Regions from separate parts of the Xenopus laevis genome. Here region 2 is linked to region 1. The links are chromatin contacts, called in public Hi-C maps. All regions are on one chromosome and are shown on one strand. The core of a region is the stretch at or near the end of the contact, and the rest is flanking DNA. Distances in the headings are between cores, read along the strand shown. Region 1 overlaps scml2.L (sex comb on midleg-like protein 2). Region 2 holds the start of LOC108708312 (cytochrome P450 4F22).

What was found. A called contact is a pair of places that touch in the nucleus more often than the background predicts.
Region 2: a Hi-C map of the XL177 cell line shows a contact between it and region 1, with 3 times the contacts expected there. The contact joins the promoter of LOC108708312 here to the enhancer-like site in region 1.

The regions. Positions count from the first base shown.
Region 1 is chr2L:99,016,141-99,023,851 of Xenopus_laevis_v10.1, forward strand. The region is part of intron 6 of scml2.L (sex comb on midleg-like protein 2); the gene reads right to left. Among protein-coding and RNA genes, the nearest start is that of scml2.L, 40 kb to the right of the region's middle. Within about 2 kb of position 4,616, at least 3 of the 7 cell types and tissues checked have an H3K27ac peak or open chromatin away from gene starts, as enhancers often do.
Region 2 is chr2L:99,095,890-99,103,600 of Xenopus_laevis_v10.1, forward strand. LOC108708312 (cytochrome P450 4F22) reads right to left here and starts at 3,605. Exons shown (of 13, transcript XM_018246892.2): 1 at 3,416-3,605; 2 at 165-387. The coding sequence starts at 3,579.

The DNA.
Region 1 (7,711 bases), core at 3,366-5,865:
CATTTCGCGTAACCAAATTGGTCAATTCTGCTGGCACTTAAAGGGTTAAGGAAGCAAAAGTAATGAGCCAAACACTGCTGGTACAGGGGGGTTTCTGCATGTGTGCAACTGTTTTCAGGCGGAGAATCCATTATAATAGCAAGTACAGACCGTTCCAATTGGAGTCAATTGGAGATGACCTGGTGCTTCTTGGCCCTACTCTGCTGGCTCATATTAAAGGGGAACTATTGCGAAAATAAAAATTTTTATATAAGCTTCATCACATTGAAAAAAATAAACTTTCTAAATATAATTAATTAAATATTCTGCATTGTTTTTGAAATAATCAAGTTTATCTTAACTATCCCTCTTTCAGCATCTGTTTTTCTTCATTCTGTCTTCATGCAGCAGTTGGGTGCCAGATGAATGATCCAATATATTTTATAGGGGGGGCTTCCTTTCCTAGCAGATGTATTAGAACTCACTCAAATAACTGATTCCAGTACAAACAAAATCTAACAAAATAACTGCCGTTTGCACAAATTCTGCATGTAGAGAGACAGGATGGCTGTTGATTTGAATAGAGTGAGCTTTAATACATCTTCTAGGCAAAAGGAGCCCCCCTATAAGAAAAAAATGCCATGTGTGCCATATCCCTAATAAAATCCCTAATACTGATCCATGAAGACATAACTTAATAGGCCCATAACTCAAAGCAGAGAGAAGTGTTTCTAATTCATTCCAGATTGTTCGAGGTATGCAAAAGTTTGACACTCTCTATGTGCCATGGTACACAAAGGATTGAGTGATTTGCATTGTCCCAATGTGACAGAGATACAAGAAAACACAACAAAGGAAGAGAATGTGCAAAACGCTTTGATAAAGCTGTTAAAGGAACAGTAACACCAAAAATGAAAGTGTTTTAAAGTAATGAAAATATCCTGTAGTGTTGCCCTGCACTGGTGAAACTGATCTGTCTGTTTCAGAAACACTACTATAATTCATTATTGCTACTGCTGAGTAGCAATGGTAGAAATAAAAAAGGGCTATATAACACAGGTTAAATCAAGGATCCCCAACCTTTCCTACCTGTGAGCAACATTCAGATGTAAAAGGAGCAGGGGAGCAACACAAGCATGAAAAATGTTCCTGGAGTTACCAAATAAGTGCTGTGATTGACCATTTAGTAGCCTCCATGAAGACTGGCAGTCTACAGGGGCTTCTATTTGGCAGTACACCTAGTTTCTATGCAACCAATCCTTGCCTCTGAGCCTGAAATTCAAAAATAAGTAACTGCTTTGAGGCCTTGGGGAGCAACATCCAAGAGGTCAGAGAGCAACATGTTGCTCACGAGCTACTGGTTGGGGACCACTGTTGGATAACAGATAACACCATTATCTACAGAGCTTATCTGCTGTGTAACCTGAACAATTTCTCCTTTGAATAGCTGCCCCCATTGCTACAAAGCAGCTTATTTATATAAACAATAATAGTGTTTCTGAAGCAAACACCGTGCCTGGCAATACTGCATTATTTTTTTTACTTAAAAACACTTTAATTTTTTGATGTTACTGTTCCTTTAAAACTGTTTTGACTAGGGATGCACCAATGCATTCCAATTATGTTGCAGATTAGAAACCTTGATTAAAAATAATTAAAATAGTGAAGGTGTGACTTTGTTTTCCTATATGTAAGGATGCTGGTGGCTTATATGAACCAAAACCCAAGTTTATTTTTATACATTTACTGTAAATAGGTATAGTATAGTCTCATACAGTCAATCCAAATACTGTAAACTTTGCAGCTGCTTCACTTAAAACAAGCATTATTCTTTACATGTACACTGGCATAAAATAATAGACAAACTTTGGTTCTGCCTTTATTCCTAACCATTCAGCCACAATTCCACTTAACAGAAGGCTCTTTTTGTTTTAACTTTTATCTACAGATGCTGTTTAAAAGTTAATTGCATTTCTCATGTTACACCAGCTAAAAGTAAACAAATGATTCAGTGATATGCCATCAGTCAACTAAATTACTGACCTTGTTTTACTCACTTAACTGTAACTATGATAGTTTTTTTTTGATAAAAGTAAGATTTTTTTTGTTATTAACTATAAATAATGCAAACATTTCTTATGACAAAGCAGAACAATGCACAGGGGATATAGACTTTATTTCAGCCAAGACATTATCTGCAAGGAGTTTGCATGTTCTCCTCATCTGCATTGGTTTTGTCCATGCAGGAAGTTTAATGGAGTCCTGATAAATGTGACTAGTGTGTATGAGTATAATAGGGACCTTACAGAGTAACGCTGCCCATAGATGCAAAGATACCATCGTACGAAATGAAGATTTGTACGATTTACGGACCGTGTGTGGATTACCCACACCATGGCGATCAATCGGTCGTTCAGTTGATCGGACAGGTTAAAAGATTTATATCAGCTACCGATAATAGCTCTGCATGTGTTGCCTGACGATATTAATAGGAGATTGTCACTATTATTTGTTAGACGTAGCACGTCTATGGCAAACTTAAAAAGATACTGACAGCAGAAATGTAACATTTTTTACATCTACCATAAAATTGACTTTGCATGTTTCTTATAATTTTGCCATGAAGCATTTGCCCAATGCAGCATGACCTATAAGTAACTTTTAATGTACCGGCACATTCATATTTTAAAAAGTCGTTTTTTAGTGTCAGTATCACTTTAAGCTCCACTGGCCAGGGACTGATGTCAAATCTATGTGCACAAGGCATAGGGTCCTCTTGTGTGTGCCTGTGCTTTGTATGCAGGTGGAGAAGCAGATCCACGTCTATTTGTAGCTCCACTGACAAGCACAACGTCGGGCTGCATACAGCTACACAGAGGAGTACACATCAGCATGAAAAAACACAAAATCATTAATATTTGCAGAAATATCTGCTCTGTGAAGCTGCACTTAGGCCGATGCCAGAGACTAGCTACTACACACAGGCATGGATCCGGGCAAAATGCAGGCAAAAAAAAGCTGACAAAAAGTTTCAAAACAAGCCAATTTGCAAATTCAAGACATCATAAAAAGCAAAGCAGTTACAAACTATCCTCTGATATTCATGCATGAGGTTCACTAGAATAAGGAAAATATCATCATTGGCACAATGCAATTACAGGACACAGACATTCTGCTGAATTATTAATAGGGCAAGCAGATAGCACATGTTAATGTATGTGGAGCATTTTAATTTTCTGGTGTTTCCAGCCTTTTCAAGGCCTCCATACCCCTATCAAGTATCTGATAAATAGTTGAAGTCTTGAACAGCTGGAGATGCAAACAACTCTTAAAAAGAGAAAACTGCACAGTGCTCATTCACTCTCATATAACAGAGTTGCCAGTTGCTAGAAGCAAAACATGTTAGTACTGTGTCTAACCTTGTCTCTTTTACATGCAGTAGGTGCACACATGCTACCTGTGTGTAAATACATTGTACAGCAAAAAGTCAGCCATTCCTACAATCAGCCATGTGAGCTGAACAACATTTCTCTCCTCCACTCCATTTCCAATATGTACCTTTAACACAGAACACAATTCTCTTCTCGTGTAGTGTCAGAAACTGAGAAAAAGATAGGGGAAATGTGTGTTCAGTTCTAAAAGCTGCTGTATAAATCCACTAAATCTGAAATCAGTATTTTAATCCATGCAGAAACTACATGAAGAAAAAAAAATATCACAGAGTGCAGCATCCCTTTAGTCAAGGGCAGAGAAAGCACCCCCTCATGCACCACTATGAAGCACAGACTAATGCACCACTGCATGCCCATTTAATTTAAAAAAATTAATACATTATCTGAAGTCTGGGCAAAATCAAGGCTTTTTTTCAAATCTTTGTTTTATAAATGAACGTACTCTGCATTGCTAATTATGAATAATAATGTTGCCAACTAGTCTGTGGATGTAATGTTAAGGTGGCCATACACGGAGAGATCCGCTCGTTTGGCGATGTCGCCAAACGAGTGGATCTCTCTCCGATATGCCCACCTCTCTCCGATATGCCCACCTCTCTCCGATATGCCCATCCTTTCGAACGCGAACGGGCAGATCGCGGGACCGCATCAACGAACAGATGCGGCCGCGATCCGACGGGTTTTTTAGTCTCATCCGATCGAGATCTGGCCGAAACGGGGAAGCCCGTCGGGGGCCCCCATACACGCGCCAATAAGCTGCCGACTCGGTCTGTCGGCAGCTTTTATTGGCCCGTGTATGGCCACCTTTAGGCAATCTGTATGCTGGGTAATGGACTGAAGACTAAACACGGTTATCATTACGACTCTGTATATAGCTGTAAAAAATCAGTATAAAAAAAATTATATACAATTATATCTATATACAAGTTCATACACAAATACTTGTGCTATATTGAAATGTTAACCTTTTACAGGCAGTATCACATCAGTTTTCAAGTGTACTTTACTAACTAACACAGGCACATATAATAATGCAACCTTAAAAACAAGGTATAAACAACAGGCACCTTATTATTCTAAACAGTGCAGGAGTAGGAATATGAAATCAGTGGCCCTATGCTTGAAGAAAAATTCCATCCAAAGACTAATATGCAGATGAAGACAGAAAACACGAAGGCACAGAATGTGTGAAGAGAAAGGTATAAGAGGGCTATGCAGGCTGTCAGTAGGCAGCAGGTCAGCTGTGGCCAATAGTTCATGATACCCACTCAGGAGTTCTCACAGTGTGCACATGTCCACTGTATCTCTGAGTAAATCAGCAGTTATCCTAGGAGATATTTTTTCTGACATCACATGGTAGTTGACTTATTAACTTTCCTTGTCCAACACAAAAGGTCTGGATTACACAATGAACTGGCTACAAGCATATGTGAGGTGGGACACAAAATAAACAGTCTCTGGTTTCCCTACCTTTTTTATTTTGAAGGCAGATCTGCACATAAGTGCGAGGAGGCTCTTGTGATTCTGCCCTGGTTAGATTTTCAGTTATACTAGGACCAAAACACACAGAAGTCTAAAACAAAGCCCCCTGCTGCCGGTTCAGCCCTGAAAATCTTAGCAAATGGGTAATGAGATATTTGCATTTGGTGCTGGTGGGGAGGGGAGTGTGGAAAGCTGGCAGTGGGGGTTGGGGAGGGGAAGAAAGAAAGAATGAATTTAAAGGGGGGGGGGAGAAACTGCTAAAGTAATGTCATATTGTCTGCAAGCTGTATTGACAGTAATCATCAGTCACCTGCTCAGGCTGCTTCACCCCAGCCTTGGGAGGCAGAGCAAAGGTTGAGTTGGGTCAGCGGATCTGGAAAGAGATCAAGCAGGGAGGGAGATAAGGGGGGGACTGGGAAAAGAAACAGAGCAGCCAACACTCCAGTACACAGAGAAGGAAAATAATATCCCAACAAAGCTCCATTTGGGGAAGTGGAAAGAAGGGTTTAAAAGTCTCACGAGAGCTTATTAGGCTGTATCAAGCGGAAACGGGTAAGGAAAACAAAGAGCATAAAGAGTAACTTGCACTTTGCTTGTACCTATCTTGAGACTTCATTCAGGAAACAAAGATCCTTTCGAAAACAGCGGAGCACTTTACTAAAGACAGTCCATGTGGCTTATGTTATTCAGAGCAAAAAAAAAAAAAAAAAGCTTCCCATTAACTATTTTGTTTTGTCGTGCAGTCAAAATTATATTCTCACAATTTGTTCACTGCTGATCTATGTTATATTCATTTTGACTGGAGAATACAATGTCCAATAATGGCCACATAGAAATAAAAACAATTACACACAGTTATGCAGGGTGTTTGTAAATATTAGCACAGCTAATCTTAGACCTGCAATAGGCAGGGAATGTTTATACCTTAAAGGAGAACTAAACCCTAAAAATGAATAGGGCTAAAAATGCAATGTTTTATATACTGAACTTATTGCTCCAGCCTAAAGTTTCAGCTTGTCAATAGCAGCAATGATCCAGAACTTCAAACTTGTCACAGGGGGTCACCATCTTGGAAAGTGTCTGTGACACTCACATGCTCAGTGGGCTCTGAGCAGCTGTTCAGAAGATACGCTTAGGGGTTGTTGCAAATTATCAAGCAGAAAATTAGGTTGGCCTGTCATATAAGCTAATGCTGCAGGGCTGATTATTCAATTCTGATGCTAGTTGCACTGGTTTCTGTATTGCCCAGAAATAATTATCCATTATACTGTGACATTTCTATTCTATGTGTACTGTATATTTTGAGTCTGTCCCTAAGCTCTATAAGTGACAGCAGCACAGAGCATGTGCAGTGAATCAGCAGAAAAGAAGATGGGGAGCTACTGGGGCATCTTTGGAGGCACAGATCTTCCCTTCAAAAGGGCTTTGGTTGTCTGGGATTGGCACAGAAGCCCAAAACATAATGTACACCATTTCTAGCCTACTTCTTTAGTTTAACTTTCCTTGTCTTTTAAACCAGTGATCCCCAACCAGTGGCTCGTGAGTAACATGTTGCTCACCAACCCATTGGATGTTGCTCCCAGTGGCCTCAAACTAGTGTAATTCCAAGCAGAGCCTCTTGTAGGATGTCAGTCCACATAGGGGCTACCAATAGCCAATCACAGACCTCATTTTGCACCACCCAGGAATATTTTTCATGTTTGTGTTGCTCCCCAACTCTGTTTACATCGGAATGTTGCTCACAGGTAAAAAAAAAAAAAAAAAAAAAAGTTGGGTACTTCTGCCTTAAACCATTGAATATGTGATAATAGGCCAGGTAAGTAGAAACGTTTCAAAGTCATGACAATATTTAATGCAGTTACATTCTGCCTGTAGGCTACTGCATGCCCACATCAGCAATGTATCAAATGAATGTTATCCCTAAACCTTCTGCCTGTGAGGTAAAAGCATGAGATACTTTCTAAAGATATAAAATGTGATCAAATGAAACAATAACTGTAGTACTGCAAGAGCAGAAGAAAATATTTTGTGAGAATGATATATCACAGGTACACAACAAGAAACCTCAAAGTAGCCAACAACATACCAGTGGTTACAGACTTGAATACTTACAATCATTATTTATTATTTATTGTTTTTTCCACCATTAAAAAAAAGCCCCCAAATGGCATTTGGTGGGTGTAAGTGCTTGAGCATCTATTAGAGTGTGGAAATGACACATACCTCCCAACTGTCCATTTTTCGGAGGGACAGTCCCTCTTTTGACAGCTCAACCAGCAGTCCCTCATTTGTACTGGAAAGTCCCTATTCTCTCTGCACTGAACAGCCAGAAAAAGAAACAAAGTTCTCACTTAATTGGCTTTTAGCAGAGAGCCCAGAACAGCTAACAGGTGCAAATAAGATACTTTGTAACAATTTTGAGATACAAAAAAACAGTTTAGATAAGGAGAAATATTTTCAAACTTTCATAACCTGACAGATTTTGTAAAATGAACATGGTAATTAGGGGGTGTGGCCACAGAAAGGGGTGTAGTCAACAATTTTCGCTGTTCTACATGCCAAAACATTTTTTGTCCCTCTTTTTACTTCTAAAATGTTGGGAGGTATGATGACATAATGCATGGAACGTAAAAATTCCTTGTTGGGGGAACAACTGGGCTGCTAATAGGGGTGTCCTGCAAAAGTCCCCAGATGGAAGGAGAGGCAGGTTTTGCAGAGAGGCAACATTAATGGATCAATCTCTTGGGGGAACTTGCTATACTGGGAGTCTGAAAGGAGAACATCTGTTTAGCATTTTT
Region 2 (7,711 bases), core at 2,355-4,854, 79 kb after region 1:
ATTACCGAAGCGGGGGGGGGTTGCCAGCCTTTAAGCAATTATAGCTTCTAAACGTGAGGTTAATCCTTATAATGTTGATCATCCTTGACCTAAAGCAGGGTTTAACATTTTATGTGATAAATAAACTTGTGTTTTCTCTGCATCACTGACTTCAGCATTCTTACCATTCCCAAATGTCCTAAAAGCCAGCTACGTCTTGGCGGCTCTGGAAAACAACGCAGGCGTCTGGCATTGATGATGTAAGCATAAATGAATGCTGCCATCTTTAAAACGACTTGACAAATAATAAGTGAGAACATGAGAATAACAGCAGCAAAAATATAAACTCGGAAAGATGTGTGACTTATATTTAGGGAGTCCAGAAAATCTTCTAAAAACTGCAACATCCTGTAATGAGAGAGAGAGAAGAAAAGGAGAGCCTATTAAAGCTGCGGAGAAATATGAAACAAAGTGCAAAAACATTGTTAACTACTTGGTAATCCAAAGCACAAATTTAAGGGTAGTTAGATATACAGTAAAGAATGGTTGTGGGTGCACACCTGAGGCCAATTTCAAAAAGTCTAATTCCCTGTCTCAATGATTCAAGTAAAAATGCTAGTGCATATAGTTTTGAAACAGGGTTTTTTAGTTACAAAGTTATGATCATCAAATTGATAAGCCACCATACCACGTCAAGGTAAACCCCATACGGTGGTCCCTAACTTGTTTACCTTTAATCATAGTAAAATAGGTATTTCTCTTCTTAATAGCATTAATTTATGTGAACAACTCCTATGCCTTGGTTTCAAACTGTGTGCTAAATCCTCCCCCGCCAACTGCTATGCGGCTTTTAAATGGGAGAGACTGCCTTCAGGCTAGATCCTCCCATGCCGCTAGCATTTTCGGCTTTTAAGGGAGAGTGATTGCACAAACCAAAGCAAAAAAATTAAAGGGACAATAGGACCACCAAAAATCTAAAAGGGTGGGTATGAGGGTGCAACAAACCACATGGAGCTTAGCCATAGCTCCCAGCAAATACAAAAAAGAATGGTTGTGGGTGCACACCTGAGGCCAATTTCAAAAAGTCTAATTCCCTGTCTCAATGATTTAAGTAAAAATGCTAGTGCATATAGTTTTGAAACAGGGTTTTTTAGTTACAAAGTTATGATCATAAAATTGATAAGCCACCATACCACGTCAAGGTAAACCCCACACGGTGGTCCCTAACTTGTTTACCTTTAATCATAGTAAAATAGGTATCTTACCTCTCTTCTTAATAGCATTACTTTATGTGAACAACTCCTATGCCTTGGTTTCAAACTGTGTGCTAAATCCTCCCCCGCCAATTAGACTTTTTGAAATTGGCCTCAGGTGTGCACCCACAACCATTCTTTTTTGTAGTTAGATATACAGTGTTACACAAAATTAGAGTAAAGGCAGTCTCCTCTGTGTTGCTGAGTTACAAGTCGCAGCAGGAGCAATGGTGCTCTAATTTATGAAAGGCTGTACAAATGTACTTTTGTGGGCAATTTTAAGAAACGTACAAAATAGTGTGCCCATCTGTGCAAGCAGTGTATTATGCATAATACTTGTTTTTTTGCTACTACAAATGCTATATTGTATCTACTGACCACCTCTATCCTTAGGCATTATTTGTGCATTTGAGATGAATGCCCTTTTGCTTAATTCAATTGCAGCTTGTAGCTGCCAATCGGAAATTTGATTTAATAATTCTGTTCTAAATTAAAACTGCATAGAAGGACATTTGACCTAATGTATATTTATCTCAGATTCTATTTTGTTAACAGCAATAAAGTCACAACACGATTAATTTGATAAATAACCTGTTGTAATGGTATTATTGTTGATATTTTTAAAGGGATCTAAAAATACATTGATGTAGTCAAAGTGGTCCACTGAGAACTTTTGCAATTTACAGCAATTTTCTATTTTTACCTTTATCTGATAAAGATAGTATCTGGATTTTATAGTTTTATACTGCAAGGTAGGCATCAGCTCAGCAGCTATCTTGAAGGTCAAGAGCATCAGCTGTCTATGCATTTTCTTTCCACTTCCTTGATCAAAATAAGCCTGGCCATATTTCCTTTACTGAGTACTGTACAGACATCTTTGGTCAGGGGCAAATGGGTCTCAAAATTCCCCCATGTGAACCAGTTGTTGGTCCAAGACCTCAATTGGTCCCATCAGTTTCGTTGGAAAGGTAGCAGCATTAGGAAAACATTGTCAAATAAACAAATGTTGTTGTGTACATGCTTTAGAAAGTGTAACACAATTATTCTGATACTTGATAGAAAAGAAAATACTGTATTTATTGCATCCTTAAAGGGGTGGTTCATCTTAAAGGTAACTTTTATTATGTTAGAGAACGGCCAATTCTAAGCAACTTTTCAATTGGTTTTCATTATTTATTTATTATAGTTTTATAGTTAGTAAGGGGCCCAAAGGCTCAGACAGAGTAACAGACCAAGGAGGAAGCACCAGTCTAACAGATCGTGGTACAGGCAAGGATTAAGAAAGAGAGTGGTCAAGTCCAGGCAATAAGGTCGGTTCAGGCAGCAAAAGTTCGGTAAACAGGAACAGGCAAGGATCAATACACAAAAGGTCAAGACAATAACAGTAGAAGCGCACCCAGGAACTCAGAATGAAGAACCTATTGTAGGGCAATGTGAGCAATGTCTCAGCGTCTTTTATAGGCCTCCTTTGGCGCCAAAATTAGACGCAGTGGCGTCATGACGCTGGCATCCTCACGCATTTCGACGCTAGAGTCCATTCTGATGCTGATGCTTCGGCGCCGGCGACCAATCCGACGCCGGCGCCTCGTTTGCCATCTTGGTACGCCAGGTAAGATTTCCTTACAATATTACAGTGTTAAGTGTTAACTAGTGCTCCCAGCATGGCTCAGCTGCCAGTGGATGATCATGGATGATGAGTTATTGGTTTGTATGTCTAACTTTCTTTATATGCCACTACTTGTATTTGCAGCAATGTACATAACATCATAACATAACACATACACATAACACATACAGGGAAAACACATTTTGCAATAAATAAATATGAATATACAGTATATAGTTACAAAATGTAAGTTTCATGTGTTACAATGGGCTAGGAAGGAGTTCCCTGGCTAGTAAAGCTAACAGTTCAGACATAAATTACTTGAAATCAGGTTTAGAGGCTGTGCAGATCCCAAATCAACAGGTGAAATTATGTATTCGTCTATTATTGTCATATCCACAAACCAGAATATTGCTGCTTCCTCTGCTAATAACCAATCCATCTGCACTATAGACTAAAGTGCTACTCACTGATTTATACATACATAATATTCAGCAGTATAACTGTTTTAAAGTAAAATAAACCATAAACCTTTGCTGTATCAGGATATATGCTAGTAAAGAAGAAGGATTCTTACCTGGAAAACACAATCAAAACACAGTTACTATCCCAACAAATACGACTTCTGTGAATCTTGTTTTGATACTTCCTACACTTCCTTTTGCTCTGGGCACGGCCTCCTTTTAGCCAATCTAAAAATAGCAGATCTGACTCTGAACTAATGGTGTTTTGCTGCCTCATAGTGTTATGTATCTGAAATGGCAACGTATGGTATTAGAAATACATGAGAAGTTGTGTCTTGCCAAGTTTTCACTGTACAAATATGGGATCTGTTATCCTGAATACTTTGGATCAGTGGGGCTTCTGGATAAGGGATATCTCTGTAATTTGGATCACCATACCTTAAATCTGTTAAAAACATATAAGGGGGAATGTAATTAAAATTGCAAGCAATGTTTAAAATTACATTTTTGTAAATGTTTAGTGCTGCTTGCAATGTAAAATCATTTGTTATTGAATATTTCATTACAGGTATGGGATCTATTATCCAGAATGCCCGGGATCTGGAGTTTTCCGAATAACGGATCTTTCTGTAATTCGGATCTTCGTGCTTTAAGTCCACTAGAAAATCATTTACACATTAAATAAACCCAAACGTCTGGTGTTGTTTCCAACAAGGATTAATTATATCTTAGTTTGGATCAAGTACAAGGTACTGTTTTATTTTTACAGAGAAAAAGAAAATCATTCTTAAAAATTTGGATTATTTGGATAAAATGGGGTCTATGAGAGACACCATTTCTGTAATTTGGAGCTTTCCGGATAACAGGTCCCATGCTTATATTGCTGAGCAAAGGTAAGCATTAATACCTGCTCTAAAGTTTCACTAAATATTTTGGTGCACAAAAACAACTTTGCAATTGCAACATTTTAATACATGCACTATGCATGTTTACATAAGCCATTTGTTTGCAAGGAAGTTGTTGACGTCTCAAATCAGTCGAAAAGGACACAAACAATGAAAAGCTTTCCCCTATTAAAGATTTAATAAAACCCGGCATGATTGTTTCACCACCAATATGGATATATGTAACCTAGACAGAATCCAGTAAAAGGTACTACCATATTATTACAGAGAAAAAGAAAACTAATAAAAAAAAGTATTTTTTTAGCTTTCTCTTGCAACATTATTTTCAATTGAGATCTAGCCATAGCCATCTATCTAAAAGGTTCGGAGACTGGGTCATTTTATGTCTAACTTCTAACAATCGGACAGAAATTTCAAGGGCTTCAAGCTTAGTTGTAAACTCATTTTCTTGGTACAATGCCATTTTGATATACCCCCGTATAACGGATTTATTAGTTTCCTAAACAGTTCCAATAGAAAGTTCATCAACAATTGTATATATGTCTTCATGACTGCATCTTAACAGGCTTTGTTTTGATACTGATCAAAAAAAAAAAAAAGTATTTTATCTGGGTCAAGAGCCTATGTTTCAATAAAGGCATTTTAAGAAAATACATTCATGGATGGTGCTGTCTGTGATACAAAGAATTCGAAAATCAGTTGGTGGTGGAAACTGTGAGACTTGCAGCAAATGAAAGGATTTCTGGAGGTAAGAGTGCTGACTAAACTCTTGCGGGAATTAGAAAGTAGCAATATTACCTGTACTAGGGCATGGTCAGACCAAATGATGGGAAAGCTTGTAGACCTGCGTAATATATTGTAAGGTAAAGTCATATGAAAATGTTTGGGAACTCCACTTTCAACAAAAAAAGAGAACAGTGGTATGTCTTTCATTTTCCAGGAACATCTGAGTACTGGGGTGTTTTCTGAACAAAGATTTTTAGTGAAACAGTATTCAGTTGTATGAAATTAAATAAAGTGTGAAAAACTGGCTGTGCAGAAATGTTGGTGGTACCCTTGTAATTTTGCTAATCTGAATGCATGTAACTGCTCAGTACTGATTACTGGCAACACCAAATTGGTTGGATTAGCTTGTTAAACCTTGAACTTCATAGGCAGGTGTGTCCAATCATGAGAAAAGGTTTTAAATAAGAAGGAAACCCCCTGGGTGCAAAATCCCTCCCCTGTGTTGCCCCCCTCCCTCCTGGCCTACCTGTCCCCCTGGGCAAATGCCCCTAACTTGTTACTCACCCCTCTGCGCAGGTCCTGTCCACGGAGTTCACAGGCGCCATCTTCTCCCACGCGGTCTTCCTGCTTTGACTGGCGTCTTCTGGCGCATGCGCGGAACATTTACAGGTATGGATCTACTGTGACATTCGGCGCATGTGCAGTAGATCCGTACCTGTAAATGTTCCTACTGCGCATGCGCCAGAAGACGCCAGTCAAAGCAGGAAGGCCGCGTGGGAGAAGATGGCGCCTGTGAACTCCGTGGACAGGACCTGCGCAGAGGGGTGAGTAACAAGTTAGGGGCATTTGCCCAGGGGGACAGGTAGGCCAGGGGGGAGGAGGGAGGGGTGCAACACAGGGGAGGGGATTTGCGCCCAGGGGGTTTCCTTCTCCTTTAAGGTGGCCAATTGCAAGTTGTGCTTCTGATTGACTCTCCATGACAGCATGGGGTCCTCAAAGTAACTCTCAAAAGATCTAAAAACAAAGATTGTTCGGAATCATGGTTTACGGGAAGGCTACAAAAAGCTATCTCAACTGTCTGTTTCAACTGTAAGGAATGTAATCAGGATATGGAAGGCCACAGGCACAGTTGCTGTAAAACCCAGGTCTGGCAGGCCAAGAAGAATACAGGAGCAGCATATGCGGAGGATTGTGAGAATGGTTACAGACAACCCAAAGATCACCTCCAAGACCTGCAAGAACATCTTGCTGCAGATGGTGTATCTGTACATTGTTCTACAATTCAGCGCAATTTGCACACAGAACATTTGTATGGCAGGGTGATGAGAAAGAAGCCCTTTCTACACTCACGCCACAAACAGAGTCGCATGTTGTATGCAAAAGCTCATTTAGACAAGCCACACTCTTTTTGGAACAAAGTGCTTTGGACTGATGAGACAGTGGTGGAAGAGGAACACTGCATTCCAAGAAAAACAACTGCTACCTACTGTCAAATCTGGTGGAGGTTCCATCATGCTGTGGGGCTGTGTTGCTAATTCAGGGATTGGGACCCTTGTTAAAGTCGAGGGTCGGATGAATTCAACCCAATATCAACAAATTCTTCAGGATAATGTTCAAGCATCAGTCACAAACCTAAGGTTTACGCAGGGGTTGGATATTCTAACAAGACAATGACCCTAAAAACACTTCCAAATCTACAAAGACATTTATGCAGAGGAAGAAGTACAATATTCTGGAATGGCGTCACAGTCCCCAGACTTGAATATCATCGAAAATCTATGGGATGATTTTAAGCAGGCTGTCCATGCTCAGCGGCCATCAAATTTAGCTGAACTGGAGAGATTTTGTATGGACGAATGGTCAAAAATACCGCCATCCAGAATCTCATCAAAGGCTATAGGAGGCGTCTAGAGGCTGTTACATTTGCAAAAGGAGGCTCAACTAAGTATTGATGGAATATCTCTGTTGTGGTGCCCAAATGTATGTACCTGTCTAATTTTGTTATGATGCATATTGTATATTTTCTGTTAATCCAATAAACATTATGTCACTGCTGAAATACTACTGTTTCCATAAGGCATGTTATATATTAAAAAAGGAAGTTGCTACTTTGAAAGCTCAGCCAATGATAAACAGAACTACAAAAAATAAAGATGGGTTTCCAAACTATTTCATATGACTGTATACTGCAACACCAATAGAGTTATATAAAAAGATTTGGGAACCCATCTTAATTCTTTGGAGCTTTGTTTATCATTGGCTGAGCTTTTAAAGTAGCAACTTCATTTTAATATATAACTTGCCTCGTGGAAACAGTAGTATTTCAGCAGTGACAACGTTTATTGTATTAACAGAAAATACGCAATATACATCATAACAAAATGGTGTAACCAAAATATCTAGTTCTGCAGCTTCTCTTTGTACAAATCTCTGGGTCACCGACCCCCTGCTGAGACATCTGATCCTGCCCACAGAATGACAAAGAAGTAAACTGAGCGATCCAGTGCTACTGAGCAACTAATTGATCCAATTGGCTGAATTTTTCAAGCTACTGAATTAAGGCGCATTTTTTTAGCACTGTTAAGGGGTCGGAATCAGGAAACCAAGCTGGACGGAGAATCAGAGGTATGTTTGGAACTGGTAAAGGTGAGCAGCAGAGCTAGATATCTTGGAAACGCTTCATTTTAAAATACTAACATCAATTAGAAAAATATTTTTAAATGTCATAGACTTTTGTCCAAGGGTGAACATACCCTTTAAAAACAGATTAAAAACAGA